Linked DNA regions of Danio rerio: region 1 is linked to region 2. Evidence: chromatin contacts called from public Hi-C data. All regions are on one chromosome and are shown on one strand. The core of a region is the stretch at or near the end of the contact, and the rest is flanking DNA. Distances in the headings are between cores, read along the strand shown.

Region 1 (6,688 bases), core at 3,064-5,563, 110 kb after region 2:
CTGAATTACTTGAATATGGGAGGGAAAATCATTCTGGAAAGATCAGTGTGATTGAGTTAAGGCATGAATCTGCATAGAAAATGTAAAAAAAAGATTGTAAAATACTTTCTCTAAAATCAGAACAGATCTGAGAAAATGACTCTGATGCTGGAAATATTCATTCGTTTTCTTTTCGGCTTAGTCCCTTAATCTAGGGTCGCCACAGTGGAATGAACCGCCACCTTATCCAGCATATGTTTTACGCAGCGGATGCCCTTCCAGCTGCAACTCATCACTGGGAAACATCCATTCACATTCATACATTCAGCTTACCCAATTCGCCTGTACTGCATGTCTTTGGACTTGTGGGGGAAACCCACACGAACGCAGAACATGCAAACTCCACACAAATGCCACCTGACCCAGCCGAGGCTCGAACCAGCGCCCTTCTTGCTGTGAGGCGACAGCACTACCTACTGCGACACCTCCTCGCCCAATAAAGTATGGAAATATGTTAGATTAAATACAACAAAACTTTAATAAAAACTACTGACCAATGAATCAACAAAAAACAATTAAAGATGATGCTAACTAATTTAACTGTGACATTTTTCTAATAACAATAATAAAACAATATTTTGCTGAGTGTGTTTTTGAGTTATCTTGGCATGTTTGGGCATCTCATGGATCAAATTATTTTCAAATCTCTTTTGAGATCTTTAGGGCATCCACTGAAGTGTTTCGGCGCTTCTGAAAACGCTCTTCTAAATATTTACACTATTTACAAAACATGAAACTCCAAAAATGCGAGAAAAAGCATGTGGTTAGACAACACTATCTCACGGAAATTTATAACTTTTTGGTTTAGTCAACAATTCGGATGAAATCGAATCTCATTCGTACAATTTAGTACGATTTGTTTTGTATGAATGATGGTTGGGTTTAGGGGTGGGGTTGGGTTGGGTGCCACGCCTCCTTTTAAAATTTGTACATTTTTGTACGACTAAACTCGCATGTAAGATAGTTGCGTTTCCACGTGAGATCGGGCTGGGTTAGAGATGGAAAGGGCGCATAAACACATAAATAATAGATAAAAATAATTTTAAACAGGCACCTCTCACCGCAAAAAAAAAAAGTTTGTTCTGCTCAGCAATGGTTTTAAGAAAGCACCTCCTCCATCATGCTGCTATTGTGATACAGTTGTCATGTCTACTTGCTTCTGTAAACAGATGCTCTCAAAGATCGCCCTGCCTCTAAGTTCTTCTGATTGGTCATATCTTTGGAACTGAAACTCATGAGTGGCGCTTAATGCAAAAGTTAGAAATTCGTTTTACTTAACATGGCATCTTAAAAATTGAGTGAGGCACTGCAAAAGACTTGAGTGTAACAGTCACCCATGTCTGGCAAGCATGTTAACAAACTAAAACAATAGAAAAGTAGTGCATTGAAACGGAAAAATGCATCCGGTGAGAATGGACTCAGATTAACCACAATCATTTAGTGCAGTGATATGGAAGTGAAATGCGGTCAAGAAAGCACTGAACTGCTTTATTTCTGCATTTATCTGAATCAAGCAACAGTTCCATAGTATAAACTCCAATAATCCATATTTACAACTTTGAAATCTTTCTGTTTACCTCTTTTGCAGTACCGCTTTACCAGTACGTAAATTTCTTTCAGGGCATTCATTATTTTCTATAAAATTATGAGCCTAGCTTTGGCTCTTTTTCAACCCCTCGAGAGCAATAAACAGAAATGCGCCTGATATGTCAGATTATTCCCAGGATGCATAGAGACTCACTGCTGTTTTCTCAGGATGGTGACTATAGATAGTCAGAGGCACTGATTGACCGATTTACCCATAACACTCAAAACAGAAGCAGGGGTTTATTTTGTTACTCTTGAAAACGGCAGCCTAGATATTTTTCTAATGCGATTTGAAGAAGCTTCTTGTCTCCAGTGAGTTATAGACCCATTTCATGCACCACAGCCTTCAAATAAAGATACACATTGTGAGGAAAGCACTTAAATAAGACAAGGAAAAATGTTTGTTTAACTAGATTAGCCATATTAGGGCATGATGGGATAAAACGGGAGGAAACGCTTTGAAGGGAAATTATTAAATTGCGATTAAGTCATTGAACTCGTGAACAACTTTTCTCTTGACATCTGAAGATAACGGAGGATGTTTTTCCTCATCTAAAGTGACCGATTTTCAACTCTTTTGACTTCCAACATGTGGAATTATTTTTTTTATGCACTAACTGGCCACTTTATTAGGTACATCTGTCCAACTGCTCATTAACGCACATTTCTAATCAACCAATCACATGGCAGCAACTCAATGCATTAAGGCATGTTGACATGGTCAAGACGAACTGCTGCAGTTCAAACTGAGCATCAGAATGGGGAATAAATGTGATTTAAGTTACATTAAACGTGACATGGTTGTTGGTGCCAGACGGGCTGGTCTGAGTATTTCAGAAACTGCTGATCTACTGAGATTTTCACGCACAACCATCTCAAGGGTTTACAGAGAATGGTCCGAAAAATAAAAAATATCCAGTGAGAGAGAGTTATGTGAGCGCAAATGTCTTGTTGATGCCAGAGTTTAGAGTAGAATGGCCAGACTGGTTCCAGCTGATAGAAAGACAACAGTTACTCAAATGACCACTCGTTACAACCGAGGTCTGCAGAAGCATCTCTTAATTTTCATCTCTGGATGCACAACATGTCGAACCTTGAGGTGGATGGGCCACGGCAGCAGAAGACCACACTGGGTGCCACTCCTGTCAGCTAAGAACAGGACACTGAGGCTATAATTCACACAGACTCACCAAAGTTGGACAATGGAAGATTGCCTCGTCTGATGAGTCTCGATTTCTGTTGCGACATTCGAATGGTCGGGTCAGAATTTGGCGTCAACAATATGAAAGCATGGATCTATCCTCCCTTGTATCAACGGTTCAGGCTGGTGGTGTTGGTGTAATGGTGTGGGGGATATTTTTTTGGCACATGCCACAGCCTACCTGAGTATTGTTGCTGACCATGTCCATCCCTTTATGACCACAGTGAACCCATATTCTGATGGCTGCTTCCAGCAGGATAACGCACTGTCATAAAGCGCAAACCATCTCAGACTGATTATCTTGAACATGACAATGAGTTCACTGTACTCAAATGGCCTCCAAAGTCACCAGATCTCAATCCAGTAGGGCACCTACTGGGATGTGGTGGAACAGGAGATTCAAACCATGGATGTGCAGCCGACAAATCTGCAACAGCTGCGTGATGCTATCAGGTCAAAATAGACCAAAACCTCTGAGGAATATTTCCAGTACCTTGTGGAATCTATGCCACGAAGGATTAAGGCGTTCTGAAAGCAAAAAGGGGGTCCAACCCTGTATTAGTAAGGTGTACCTAATAAAGTGGCCGGTGGGTGTAAATGACTGTTTATTAAAAAATAATAAGTAAATCAATGTTAAGGTTTTTAAAATGTTTTTCCACAAGACGTCCTGTGCTCAAAAATGTTTTATTTATTTAGACTAAACAGTAACATTGTGAAGTATTATTATAGTCGTGTCTATTTTAATATATTTTAAAATATGATTTATACAAAAACCATTCTAGTATTCTGATTTGGTGTTCAGGTTATATTACTTTTTATTAAAATGTATACTTTTTGTATCATTATAGTACAAAACAGACCCTCAAATTAATAAAAACAATTAATAAAATGAATTAAATACAAAAAAATAAAATCCTACAATCTGTTTAACAGATAATTTATGGTTCGATATGTGGTAAACAATCAAACTAGGATTAATTAGGTGGGCATTTGTGCACTCAAATCTAAAGTCTGAGCAATTTCACGTAGCTGGAAATGGTCAAAGAAACTGTACAAACTGAAAAAGAAAGAAAACAAAGGCCCAGAGAAGATTTTCATATTCCAGCACACACATACTGTCTCTCGTGTAATATAGCAGGTGATTGCAATGTAAAAGATCAATATTTCAATTCCAGACTGCATTTTTATTCTCGGAGATTAGAGGACAATCAAATTCTCGATTTTCTCCATCTGCCAGGAGGAAGAATCTCCCAGCTTTACTGATAGCACAATGAAAAAGGTTTTAGCCCGGGTCCAAGATGTTTGTTTTTGTGAATTATTCATCGAGATGTGTTTGTGCAAGTGAATAGCCATTTGCTCCAACACTGAAGGGCAAATACTACAGATTGCTCACACATAACAGAAGAGGAATTTGACATTGAGAAGTGGAAATGCGGACAAAGCCTTCTGCACTGCAGCAGCAGCAGGGTCACTTACTGATAAACAGGCCTGGTGACAGAACTGAAGCTTCCTCAGAACACAACATTACTTGCATCTGCCTGAAGAGCTTGAGCGACTTGTAGCATGCTGTTGTCTCAAACATTCTAAGAAAATAAGATTAAAACGTTACTTTATCAAATAACATCAAATAATTCTGTTCACTTGTGAGAAGTAACTGAAGTAGTATTGCTTCAACAAACAAAAACAAACCAGCGACTAAAGCTACTCGTCATACCCTTTCAAACCAACATTTCTAAAACAATTTAGTCCAATTGTAAAGTAATATACATATATTTTAATGTAATTGACGATCTTACAACATCTAAATATATAGGCCTACTTGAAGTTGACGAACCTTAATCTCTGAAATAGTGATGATTTGTTCGTCTTTCTTGCCATTTACCGCCCCTCTGTGGTGAAGGACGACATAACGTCTAAATACAGCCACACATTTTCTATCGATATTTCCTTCTTTTTTCTTTAGTTTTTCTACAATTGCTACTAGAGTAAACACCATTCATGGAACTAAATTCTAAATATCCTAAACCTTTTTTTGTTGTTCATACGTAAATCTCTCTTTCTGTAAGATCTTAAGCAGTTTGCAGTGGTACGTAGCCTACTAAATTTCAAATACTCAAATTACTGTAATTGAGTAGTTTTCCTCAGAAATTGAAATTAACTAAGTAGTTTCAAAATTTTGCACTTTTATTTTCCCTTGAGTACATGTTTAGTGCTGAATCGGTACTTTTACTCCACTATATTCCTTCACTTTGCAGTCACTACTTTATTTTTTCTTGTCTATGCGGTAACAGACAAATCAGTCCTGAGATTCCTGTCCAAGCAAATTACACATAGAAGATTAATTGCATCATAACGAACTACCTCAATACATTGGCACTTTATAATTGCAGCAAACTGTTTAGAAACATTAAGTGTCCAAGAAGATGTCTAAAATCTTTACACACATTTACCTAGAGACTGTTTTGATGCATGTCACTGATGAGAAGATGACAAATGTTTACTGTATGATGACCGAAATGGCCTTAAACATCCAGCAGACACAAGATTTCAACATGCATCAGATTTATGTTGTACCCCAACGTCATGGAGACATTCAATTATGTTTGTACATAAAAATCATGTTGACATCAGAATCCAACGTCAGGCCGAAATTAATGTCAAACCTAAAATCATCTAAATTTCAGTGTCTAATGATGTTACTGCTTGACGTTGTGTGGACGTTACCACTATGACGCCTATCAGATGTTTGATTTTGGTTTTCAAGGAATTAATGTCAGTATTTGATGTCAGTATGACGTTGGTTTAAGATGTTGCCTCGACGGTCACTTTCTAACACACCCTAAAATATCAACGTAATTTCACGTCATTATTGGGCATCAAAATAACATTGTCCTTAGATGCTGACTGGACATTGAATTTTGGTCACCTGAAATCAAAACTAAATCTAACCTAAAACTAACGTCTAATGACATTGAACCTGATGGGCAATAACTAAATCCACTACAGAATGTTACCTTTACACACATCCACATATTACATGTAAATGCATCCGCCTTTTCCAGCGTAATACTCACTACTCTTGAGTACATCTGAACATGCAGCTCAACTCCTTGTTCAAGCTCTTGTTCTCTCCAAACTGGATTACTGCAACTCTCTACTAGCTGGGCTCCAGCTAACTCTATCAAGCCTCTTCAACTGCTCCAGAATGCAGCAGCACGAGTTGTCTTTAATGAACCTAAACGAGCACATGTCACTCCGCTGCTAGTCCGTTTGCACTGGCTGCCAGTTGCTGCTCGCATCAAATTCAAAGCTCTGATGTTTGCCTACAAAGTGACTTCTGGCCTTGCTCCTTCTTATCTGCTCTCACTTCTGCAGATCTATGTGCCCTCCAGAAACTTGCGTTCTGTGAATGAACGTCGCCTCGTGGTTCCATCCCAAAGAGGGAAGAAATCACTTTCGCGAACGCTCACGCTCAATCTGCCCAGTTGGTGGAATGAACTCCCTAACTGCATCAGAACAGCAGAGTCACTCGCTACTTTCAAGAAACGACTAAAACCTCAACTATTTAGTCTCCACTACACTTCCTAATCTGCAATTGCCTCTCTGAATATCACATAATAAAAAAATACTAATACTACTAATACTTCCCTTCTTAGACTTTACAGACCTGAAACTTGCCTATAGCACTTATTCATTGTTGCTCTTAGTTGTGTAAATTGCTTCCTTGTCCTCATTTGTAAGTTGCTTTGGATAAAAGCGTCTGCTAAATGACTAAATGTAAATGTAAATGTACTTATGAAAGGGCTGCTTTTTACTCATGAGTAATATTTACAACAGGTATTTTTACTCTACTTGCACTAC
Region 2 (6,014 bases), core at 1,702-4,201:
TTGTCTTATTTTCCCCTCTTATTTGGACTTGCTCCCGAATCTACCCCTGCTATTTGTCTGTTACTTTCCCTATATGTGACACATAATTTTCATCCACACTATAAGCATTGATCAACTTTTTTAGTATTAATCAATTTTCTGTTCTGATCAAGCCTTGGCAAATAACTGAGAAAGCACCAATCAAAGGCCTCATTCTTATGATGTAATCTCTCATTTATGATGTAGACTTCTTACAAAGTATTTTACAGTATTTTAAAAATATAAAAATACACTAAAGTATTTTGATACAAGATATTAAACAATTTTAATCAACTCTATCATATGCAAATTATAAAATACTATTTTGTATTTAAAATACAGATTTGAAGTATATGTATAAATACTGTCCATCCCTGACTACAGGTATATCTATACTGCACCTAAGCGAACTTATTTACATACTTATAGCTTACTAGTTTAATATTTGTAGGGCACTTCTCGAAAGTACACTTTGAAGTAATCTACTGTATGCTCACAGCAAACTAGTTTTGTAGTTTTATACTGGATAAATAGGCACTTGTAATTTTTTACTTAAGTAAATTTAACAATTTGTTTGCACTTTACTATTTAACTATTGAGTTTACTGTTAAATATTATATGTATTTAATTCTCTACACTCTCAGAAATCAAGGCATGAGAGCTGTCACTGGGGTTGTACCTTTTCAAAACGTACATATTTGTACTTAAATGGATCATATTGGTAACTCAAAGGTATATTCTAGAGATACACTTTTGTACTTTTTAGGTATTAATAAGTACCCTTGAGGTATTAATAAGGACTTGTTAGTTACAAATGTGTATCTTTTGAAAAGATACCACCCCAGTGACAGTTATTGTGCCTTTATTTCTGAGTGTGATATGCATTTTAATTTTGAAACAGTTTTCTAAAATGTAGTTTGAGAAAAAAAATGTTAGGCTACATAATCAAGTATTTAAACAACAAGCCAAAATACTGTAGCTTATACTTGACCTATGTCTTGATCACCATGAAATTTACTCAAGCATATCAAGTATATATTATCCCATTTAGGCCCACCGGCAACTATAGTTGGCAAAGTTCATTGTTGAAAATTTCCTTTTATAGGTAATTTTATGCATGTTATTTATGTTTAATTTCACAATGACATGCAAGCAAACAACCAAATAAAATATTTCAAGGTTGGAAAAAAAAAAAGGTATTGATATACTTCCTGTCATGTGAGGCTTTCAGCTTCCTACCCTTGATTCCAGGATGCAAAATGGAGGCAAACCCTCCCAAATAAAGGCAATTTTTATGTTACTATTTTTTTTTCTTCACAAATATATATCAACATAATAATTAAGGTCTCTAGGCTCATCCAAACAAAACAAATCTTAAAAGAGATCTGTGGTTTGTATACTTTGTCAAAAGATCAAGTGGCAATTATAGTTGCCGGTGGGCAAATACAAATATATAAGTAAATAATGGCGAATTAAGGAATAATGTGTGAATACGTGTATAAATCAAAGTTATTGGCTTGCTAATGATTTTTACTTTCATAATACCCAATCTAAATACAACTTAAGCTCTTAACTGATATCTTTACTTTAAAATAGATTTTTTTATACACAAATTAATGCACAGCAAAATTGTCAGAGTAAAATTATCCTTTTCCACTTGGAAATAACACTTTTTTCATAGATTTTTTTGACAAACAGTGGTCTGATGGGAAAACTAGTGTGCATTTCATTTTTCATACCTTTCATATTTTTCATACCTTTTTATACCATATTTCATACCAAATTATACGATAGATCATTTTTGGGAGGGTTCATATCAAATAGTTTTCTAATTTTAAACATGAATTGATCGGTTGAAAGCATTTTTTGTTAGAATGCTAGAATGCTCCACCTATTCAAATTTTACACTGAACGGTTCTTACAGCATATTTGCCCATTGACAACCATAGTTGCCGCATATTGAAATACAAATATCAAAAACCTGGAAAAAATAATGCAAAACAAATTCATATAGAACACTTTTAACAAGGCTACATGCGTTAAACCATTAAAAGAAATCTGGGCACAAGTGGATTAAAAGTCATGTAGGCTGCATAATTTATAAACATTTATTAAGAAGTTCAAATTTAGACAAAGCAGCACAATAAAACAAACCTCTTGTATTTAAAAAAAAAAAACATGTAGGGCTTGTGCCTCATAAGACACTTTTATCAATCAATCAATCAATCAATCAATCAATCAATCAATCAATCAATCAATCAATCAATCAATCAATCAATCAATCAATCAATCAATCAATCACGAGGAATATTTTTTGTAAAAATATAACAACTAGCAGTGCATGATTAATTCTGTAATATTAGAAGCATTAAAAATACAGGAAAATAATTTCTGTTTCTGACACGTTACCAAACAATCGAGACTAGACGCATAATGGAAGAACATGGGCTGTCGAACAAAACTGTAACTGCGACTCCTCATAGCAACCATACGAGGGCGACCTCTGCTAATGTATTCATGAGCATAGCCACAGGTAAAGCAAACAGCCTTCTGTAAATGAACAGTTTCATGTCTATAAATACCTTTTACAACTGCGCGTGGACAGTGGAAAACAGATTAAACTAATTAAAAGACGTCAACCACACAAAATAGGACAGGCAGCTGATCCGTTTGTTTCGTCCTCACCTTTTGTGCGGTGTGTTCCTCGGCAGGTGAATGTAATCTGTTGTTTTGATACGGCGGAGCGGAACCTGTAAGAGGAGCTGAAGCTGAGCTCTGCCGACCAGCTGCTGCTGTTCCATCACAAATCATCACCATCATCATCATCATCATCATCGGCCTGTTTGATTTTCCGAGCACCTGCCAGTCTGTGTGTTTCCACCGGCGGAGAGGTAAATCTGTCGACCACCTTAACCTGAAAACTATACTACATCTGGAGAAATGCTAATGTTCTGGTTTTACACATATTACTCTCTCTCTCTCTCTCTCTCTCTCTCTCTCTCTCTCTCTCTCTCTCTCTCTCTCTCTCTCTCACACACACACACACACACACACACACACACACACACACAAAGTAATAAAGCTTAATTAATAATATAAACCTAAAACAAAACAAAAAAATAATAAAACAATAAAGCTTATTTTTGAAAGTGGGATTGTTTATATAGCCTAAAGAGGTAGACCACAGTCATTGTACAACTTTACAATTGACTAAAAAGTGCCTATTGAATCCCATAAACTAGGGCTGTACTATACTGGAAAAGCTGACATTGCGATATTTTATTGTTATGTGATACATATTGTGATATTGTAAATAATTCTACTAGATGAAATGAATAGCTGTATTTGGAAAGAATTTACATAGTTGATTATGATGATTTTGTAGAGTGTTGCATTAAATATAAAAGACCAACCAAAAATATTGATAAAAATAGTATAGTAATAAAAAACAACAGATTTAGGTAAACAAATTGAGTAAAAAAATGTAAAATAACTGTAGTTTTTATTGTGTGTATATATACTTAAATGCATTATATTTACTTGTGTGTGAATGCTTTAAATGCTTACACAATCACACAGCTTAAAAACACTAACACAATCAACTGTGGCTCCTAGTCTGTTATAATCTTAATTTGACATTGCAGATCCTGTAATGTGACTATTGCAGATGCGCACACTGCAATATCGATGCTGAAACAATATATTGTGCAGCCTTTCACAAGCCCACACTTTTACAGTATAACAGCTAAATTAGTACATTTAGTGTACATATACTTCTACTTAAAGACAACAACAATATACTTTTTGACAAGATACAGTACCACCAGTAGCTGCTATCATACATTAATTAATGCAAGTTGTCACAAAAAAAGCAAGAATTGTCTAAAAGCCTTTATTTGTATTCAGTATTTTACTTTATTTCTTTATACAATTATATTGATTAAATATCTGACCAAGTTTAAGGGTCAAAGACAAAGGGTTGCACTGTGATCCTGAAATATCACTCATCTTTATACACTGCCTGATAAAAATCTTGTTGTCGATCCCAGTTGTAAACAACAAATAATAACTTGACATTTTCTATGAATCATCTGTTGAACCACATCATAATCATCACAAATATTGCAGGAGACCTATTGAAACTCACATGGACCCAAGATTCTTATAGAAATCAGTCAAGTTTGGTGAAGGAAAAACCATGGTTTGGGGTTTCATTCAGTATGTGGGCGTGCAAGAGATCTGCAGAGTGGATGGCAACATCAACAGCCTGAGGTATCAAGATATTTGTGCTGCCCATTACATCACAAACTATAGTATAGGGCAAATTCTTCAGCAGGATAGCGCTTCTCCTCATACTTCAGCCTCCACATTAAATTTCCTGAAAGCAAAGAAGGTCAAGGTGCTCCAGGATTGGGCAGCCCAGTCACTAGGCATGAACATTATTGATCATGTTGGGGTAGGATGAAGGAGGAGGCATTGAAGATGAATCCATAGAATCTTGGTGAACTCTTGGAGTCCTGCAAGAACGGTTTCTTTGCCATTCTTTATTAATATTATTTGAGTCATTGCAGAGATGTATGGATGCAGTCCTCCAAGCTCATGGGAGTCATACACAATATTAATTCTTGTTCCTGTTATGTATTTGTGTTTTTTGTGCTCTGTTTTCTCTGTGTTTTTTCCCTCTCTCTCTCTCTCTCTCTCTCTCTCTCTCTCTCGCTCTGTTCTCCCGTATCTGCTCTCATGTATTCTCAGGTTCTGTTCATTGGTCCATTCAGCTGTCAGTCATTCCTCCCCGGTTACGTCATTCTTACGTCACATCCAATGAGCAAAGACCACCCGTGTTAAAAGCGCGCGCCAGACCACTCGCTCGTTCTTGCTTTCTTGCTTGCATTTTTCTCTTTCGCTGTTTCGTCGCTTTTTTGTATTTACCGCGTGCGTTTAGAAATTACCCCGTCTAACTGTGTTTTGTTGTTGCTTGTTTCTGTGTGCACGTTATCCGTCCGTTATTCGTACATTGTTCTTAGTTTATCGTTGTTTACGAGGCTTGGACGAAGCGGACAGGTAAGAAGGTCACGTGACATACATTTCGCAACACTCAGGACTGCTCTGCTGTCTAGTACACTAGGTTAGGGGCGAGCGCCACTCCTTGTACTTTTTGGATAGATAGATAGAGTAGATAGTTAGGACCCGGAAGATCTTCGTGTGTTAATTATACTATTTTTCACATAGTTAGTTAGCTAGATGCTTCTGGGAAGTTAGATTTAGTTTGGGTTTTGTTCTTTTCATTTCTTTAGCGCCGCCCGCGTCCCTTCTGCCAGCTCTCTTGTTTTTCCCGTCTTTATTTGTCTCAGTGTTTGTACATATTGTAAATAGAATATTTTTGCTTTACTTACTTTTTCTTTAATTTTGATTAATTCGTTGTTGTTGTTCACTTTGGGATTGTAAATAAAAGCACACATTTTTTGGCATTACTTTGGTTGTCTTTCTCACTCATTCACTATTTATATAAATATATTTTAATTAAATAAATGTCAAACCCCACACCCTAGACTAACATCAGGGGTTTGTAACATTCCACTGCACCATGACCTTTTATTCTATACTGTACATTATTTCTGTTAAGTGACAAGACTTTTGCCTAAGCAAAGTCAGATCTTACTGTCCTATATAAATAATTGAAAATCAAGGCATGATCATGTTTTATTTTGGTAAAATAAGCGTAATCTAGAGGCCTTTACTTTTCATATAAGCCACTTCTGACACCAAATGATCAACTAGAAGTCAATTTACTATTTGTTGTTCCTAAAACTTGGATAGGCGACAAGACTTTTGTCAGGTAGTGTATACCTGACAATATGTTTTACTTTATAAACTTTTTATACACTTAATTGTTTAATTTTAGTATGTGTCATCTGTAAGGCCGTACTCACACTAGGTACAGTTGCCCCGAACCGGGCCAAAGCACGCTTATCCCCCCTCCCGTCTCCCCCGACAGC

Evidence for each region. Hi-C and Micro-C count contacts between places; a contact is called where the count stands out from the background.
Region 1: a contact with region 2 is called in a Hi-C map of hematopoietic stem cells, with 2.3 times the contacts expected there. The contact joins the enhancer-like site here to the promoter of LOC557811 in region 2. A contact is called at or near these places in 4 of 18 Hi-C or Micro-C datasets (caudal fin, embryo, hematopoietic stem cells and 1 more).

The regions. Positions count from the first base shown.
Region 1 is chr1:11,860,313-11,867,000 of GRCz12tu, forward strand. No RefSeq gene overlaps it. Among named protein-coding and RNA genes, the nearest start is that of cnpy3, 17 kb to the right of the region's middle. Within about 2 kb of position 4,314, at least 3 of the 62 cell types and tissues checked have an H3K27ac peak or open chromatin away from gene starts, as enhancers often do.
Region 2 is chr1:11,755,110-11,761,123 of GRCz12tu, forward strand. It overlaps LOC557811 (FERM domain-containing protein 7), which reads right to left and starts at 2,952. Exons shown (of 12, transcript XM_068217950.2): 1 at 2,704-2,952. The coding sequence starts at 2,853. It also overlaps a transcript of dachb not described here.